Linked DNA regions of Mus musculus: region 1 is linked to region 2. The links are chromatin contacts, called in public HiChIP or PLAC-seq maps. All regions are on one chromosome and are shown on one strand. Each heading gives the region's core, a stretch centred on a gene start, on an enhancer-like site or on the middle of the called end of the contact. The rest is flanking DNA. Distances are from core to core; before and after follow the strand shown.

Region 1 (2,761 bases), core at 248-2,747, 74 kb before region 2:
AATGTTTAAAAATCACAAGTTTAAAGTCTCTTCTGAGATTCATGCAATATTTTAACTGTGATCCCCTATAAAGTGAAAATCAAAAAGCAGATCACACACTTCCTCATGGCACAGGATACACATTACCAGCCAGTAACATAGGGAAGACTAGTGAGGTAATACTGGACCAAAGCAAAACTGGAAAGTCAAGCTGGGCAAACTCCAAACTCTGCATCTCCATGCCTGATGTCTGTCAACTGGGCTGGCTCCTCTTGTTAGCAGCTTTCCTCAGCAGGTGCCCCAGGGCTCTGACATCTCTAACCTCTTGGGGTATTCGAAGCAATCCAGCCTTCACCCTCACAGCTTCCCACAACGGCCTCTCTGGGTTTCTGTACAAGGACATCCCGGCCACACATCTGGCCTCAGAGACTTTCTTTAGTGGTAGAGGGAAAGCCAGAACCACAGAGCCAAACCTGACAAGTTCTGCTGCTTGCTGGGGCTGGAACGTGCCCCCTTGTTCAATTACATCATCACCAGCTTTCTGTTTTCAATAGTTTCCATCACTGTCTAAGCTTGGCTGTCACGGAATTTGCTCTGTAGACCAGGCTGGCCTTGAACCCAATATGCCTCTGTCTTCTGACTTTGGGGATTAAAGGTGTATGTACCACTATGACTGGACCAAAGCTTTTCTTTAATTCCTTTTCACAAGATGGGAGGGTTGCTGGGTGGGATCTTACCTGGAGGTCACTGGTCCCTTAATTCCATTTAATAACTTTAATCCATTTATCTCTTGAACACATAGGGCCTTTCTATTTCCTGGTACCTCTTTAATCTCTGAACCATACATTTTGTATTTTTTTCCTTTCTCAGCTTGCTACCTTTGATCAAAACACCCTTAGAGTGAACCACAGAATGGGTTCTATCCTAGGCCGTTTTGAGATCTTCTTTACTAATGCAATTAATCTAAATCTTTTCACCTTAGCTTCAAGCAGACTCTTTGGACAAGGGCAAAAAGCAGCCTCCTTCTTTACCAGAATATCATTAGGAGTAATCTCTAGGTAACATACTAAAATTCTTCTCCACAGAAACCTCTCAAGTCCCCACAGTTTAAATCATGCTCAGCACCACGGCCTTCCATGCTTCTAACAGTATTATCCACTTAGAGCACTCTGCTGCTTTCAAAATCCAAAGTCCCCAAATCCACATTCCTCCAAACAAAACCATAGTCTGGCGGATCACAGCAATACCCAGTCCCTGGTACCAACTTCTTAGTTAAGGTTTCATTGCTGTGAAGAGAGAGGCGCCATGAGCAAATCAACTCTTATAAGGAGAACATCTCACTGGGGCTGGCTTACAGGTTCAGGAGTTCAGTCCAGTATCATCAAGGCAGGTTATCTGATCACAGTATGAACCCCAAGACTGTGAACAGGAAAAACCTTGTTGCAGTCTTCTATCCAAGAGCTTTGTGTACTGTAAACAAGTTATGGTACTGATTTTCCCTAACACACACCTTTAACCCAAGAGCCTTCTGTACGCAAGAGCTAGAAAAAAGTCAATGATAGGGCAGGAGCAGAGCTAACAATCAGCTGACACGGAGCAAACATTAAAAAGCAAAACCAAACCAGGAGGGAGAGAGGAGGGCTTGTGGGTTGAAGGGCGTTTAAGACAGAGTGGAGAGCAAGGAGGGGCTTTTCCTTCCTGGGATGTCAGTGGAGTAGGAGGGCTCAGCTGGGGGCTTTCTCTTTCTGCCTCTGCGAGCTAGCAGACGTCCACCTGTGTTTGGGTCCTGAGGCTTCATGTGGTTAATCGGACACTGTTTTAAAAACAAAAATCATCATGTTGGAAAGTATGGCAGCCCGCAGGCAGACATGGTGCTGGAGAAGCCAGACGTTTCTTTAGCCTCCACACCTAAGCCATGGCATGTATGTGACCACATAGAGGCTTAAACAAGCTTACAAAAATGAAAAAGTCTTCCCTTCTCACAGGGCCATATCGACCGGAAGCAACGAGTCATGAAGCCAGCACAGCTGTCTAACACAGATGCAGCAGTGCTGAGTCGGATGCTGTGACTGCTGTCCTCCTGTCTCTCACGTTCAGGTTTTGGTCTCTGTGTGCGGCACTCACTCTAACCTGGCTCTGCTTGTAACTCATCCTGATTCCCCGGAGACTGTGATAAATGAGCATTAAGCTATGAATTTCTAAATGAGGCCATGACTCCAGGAATCTTCTTGGGGCATTTACCCCTAAGCAAACTTAAGCAGTATGATTGGAACAGGGTAAACAGATAACTGACAAGATCTGACTGGCCAGAACTAGTAGCAGATTTCAAGCCTCCCTTTATATTTAGAACTCTCTCAAAATGTAGTTTTAAGATAATATGCCCCGGACTGTAACTCAGTCAATAAGATAGGCTGAAATAATCTTTTCCTACTTTCTGGCATAGATGAAGAAACGATACAGTAAAAGGAGTTAGGTACAAGTGCTGCTATTCACAAAATGACCAGTTCAGATATTTTGTTTGTCTGGAGTGCTTTAAAACTTGCAAATACTGCCAGCCTGAAGGCAGGCTGTAACGAATGTGCTTGCTCTGGCAGAGGCAAGCTTTAGTCCATTGGAGTTATACAGCTGGTAACAGTAGAGCTGTCCAATTTGTAATTCCTAATTGTGCCTGAGTCTGTAACCCTGGACATACAAGGAAAAGATCACACCCATGTTCAGATAACCACTCATCTGTCTCTGTTCTGAGAAACCTATGTAAGGAAGGGAGCAACCGACTGCTCAT
Region 2 (2,700 bases), core at 115-2,614:
TGCCTTTCCAGACTAGAACACAGACATGTGAGCCGCTGGCTGGACACAACACTGGTTAGTTCATATTGTTGTTCCTCTTATAGGGCTGCAGACCCCTTCAGCTCCTTGGGTACTTTCTCTAGCTCCTCCATTGGGATCCTGTGTTCCATCCAATAGATGACTGTGAGCATCCATTTCTGTATTTGCCAGGCACTGGCATAGCCTCACAGCTATATAGCTATATCAGGGTTCTGTCAGCAAAATCTTGTTGGTATATGCAATAGTATCTGGGTTTGGTGTTTTTTTATGGGATGGAAACTAACATTATTTTATCACTTGGAATATTAAATGTCATAAACAACCTTTATAAGTCTAATCATAAAAATATTTTTAAAAACATAAAGTGCCAGGCGTGGTGGCACATTCCTTTAATCCCAGCACTTGGGAGGTAAAGACAGGTGGATCTCTGTGAGTTCGAGGCCACCCTGGACTACAGGGCCCATTCCAGGACAGCCAGGGCTACTCAGAGAAATCCTGTCTCAAAAGCAAACAGAGAGAAACATAGAAAGTGAGAGAAATGTTTATTGCTCTGAGTGTTCTCTTATCACCAGTATTTTTGAAGTCCATATGAATGGACTCTCAGATAAGGTGAGAAAGTTCCCCTTCCCTTCATTGAGTTTCCTAGGCTAGCAGTGAGTTAGCAGTATCTGGACACAGTCCCAATCTTTTCATAGAAATGCAGCCTTTGATATGAGGCTTTTTTTTCCTTTTAATTGAAGATATCATCTGGTTTTATCCTTTGAGAAGACTCTGTAACTAATTTAGAATTTTAATTACTATACTTAAAACTCCTTTTCAATCAGTAAAGTTGGCCAGTGTGCCAGACAGTGGTTCCTCTCCAAACACTTTTTCCTTTTTGGAAACTTTGTTGCTCCCCACCCCCATCTCACCACCCCTTTTCTCCTTCTGAATACTCACCTGTCTAGCCAGCTAGGGAATAGTGTGTGGGTCACTTGTTTTCTGTGCTGCCTTTGGGACCCACTTTCTCAGCTTTTACCCTGAGATCATCTCCTTCTGGGTCTCGGGGTTATCCTGCACATATATGGAATTTCAGAGGACTCATGTTGCAGGGTGACCAATCCCTCACATGTGTCTTCCCATGTGAGCCAATACAGTTGGGTTTCCCTATGAGTCCACTGCATTTTGTGGGGTGTTTCCCCTGACACCTCCACACTTTGAATGGAGGGGACAAGTGCATTTTGTCTTCAGAATCTTTATCACCAGGTGCTCATAAAACTCTTAAGGCTGGGCAATGTCACAGGAGAGGCAGTCTGTGTATTTGAGGAGTGTCAGGAAACAAAGTCCATGAGGTAATGAAACATATCAAAGACAAACAAAACAGAAACCAAAGGGCATTCGGAAATTTCAAGAGCAAGCAGAAACCAAGATGCCTTTAGAGATCTGAAAGCGAGCAAGCAAGCAAGCCGTCTATACAGAATGTTTTCAAACTAGATACCAAACACTTTGAAAGCAGACCAAAAAGGTACCTATCAAATTACCCCCAATTCCTTGGTCCAATGTGGAAACCGTTTCACGAAGTTTTAGAGTTTTTGCAGAACACACACAGAGAGAGAGAGAGCATAATAAATCAAGGCAAATTTAAAATACATTGAGGGACCTCACAGAGGTGGTTACAGCAAGATGGGGGTGGGGCGTCTTTCCTATAAGCCCAACATGCTATCTGATGACAGTCTTAGCTTTTGAGTTGATGGAAGCTAGTGGTCTGCTAAGCCAAAAGGTTTTATTTATTAGTCACTGGGTGTTCTGACACAGAGTTGGGGAAGGAATGGCTGTTCTAGGACCTTAAGTTAGCCCAAGATAAGGTAATTAGCCTCTGGATCTTCAGCACTGCAAAAATCCCCACAGCTCTGAGCTGTAATCATTCAATCTTTGCAGACACAACCTCCTTCAGGAATCTACATTCACAACTCACAGGAACCATGTGTTCAGGCACGCACTATGAACTCATCAGAGGCTGAGGCGCTACCCTGTCACCACTCAATTACTACCCGAACGTGTCCTTAGAGGCACAGAGCATGCAGATAAGCTCTGGTCCAAATCCTAGCCCTGCCATCTCATGTCTGTGTAGTGTTGGTGGCGATGAGGTCAGCGGCTCCCGTGGAGGGGGTAGACAGTCATTTCAGATGTGCTGACATGACCAGCAATAGCACACGCCCCACTGCTGGGATGTTCGGACTGTTATACAATGTATCACACACCATTCTGTATACTCAGACACTTTGTGTTTCACCCACTCACAACAAATGTGCTCCCCTGCTAGGTGGTTCTGGGTCACTGATTCCTTGTTTTAAGCCCACAGCCACTGTTGTTCCAGTATTTCAAGATGTAAGAATGTTTTCCTTGTGGTGTTATAGTAACATTTGTCTGCATCTATGTGAAAGGTGGGTGACCCTACAGTGGCCCCCAAGGCCCTAACACCCTGTTCTTACAGCCTATGTGGTGCCCTCATGGTAGGTGACAGGGGAACAAGATTATATTACTGCCACCTTGCCAGAAGATGATCTCTGTGTTTCCCTGGGAGGAGGGTCTGGGAGGAGCTTAGAGTTCCTCGGAAAGATGAGACCGTCACAGTTGTGATCAAGGAGCTGTGTGCTTCCAACAACCAGCTGAACCGTCTGCAAGACCAGTGCAGATTCTAAG

The links. HiChIP or PLAC-seq counts read pairs in DNA pulled down with a chosen protein or histone mark.
Region 1: an H3K27ac HiChIP or PLAC-seq map of hepatocytes shows a contact between it and region 2, with 3 times the contacts expected there. The contact joins two enhancer-like sites. A contact is called at or near these places in 1 of 15 datasets of contacts at CTCF or cohesin (the NIH/3T3 cell line), 29 of 484 Hi-C or Micro-C datasets (the AML12 cell line, ECoMG myeloid progenitors, the G1E-ER4 cell line and 10 more), 8 of 115 datasets of contacts at active chromatin or transcription factors (cardiomyocytes, differentiating embryonic stem cells, double positive thymocytes and 4 more) and 4 of 9 other capture datasets (adipose tissue, embryonic stem cells, liver and 1 more).

The regions. Positions count from the first base shown.
Region 1 is chr13:69,637,102-69,639,862 of GRCm38.p6, reverse strand. No RefSeq gene overlaps it. Among named protein-coding and RNA genes, the nearest start is that of Gm52059, 19 kb to the left of the region's middle. Within about 2 kb of position 1,497, at least 8 of the 459 cell types and tissues checked have an H3K27ac peak or open chromatin away from gene starts, as enhancers often do. A contact at or near this core is called in hepatocytes and liver, where this site is marked.
Region 2 is chr13:69,562,730-69,565,429 of GRCm38.p6, reverse strand. No RefSeq gene overlaps it. Among named protein-coding and RNA genes, the nearest start is that of A530095I07Rik, 20 kb to the right of the region's middle. Within about 2 kb of position 1,364, at least 20 of the 459 cell types and tissues checked have an H3K27ac peak or open chromatin away from gene starts, as enhancers often do. A contact at or near this core is called in hepatocytes and liver, where this site is marked.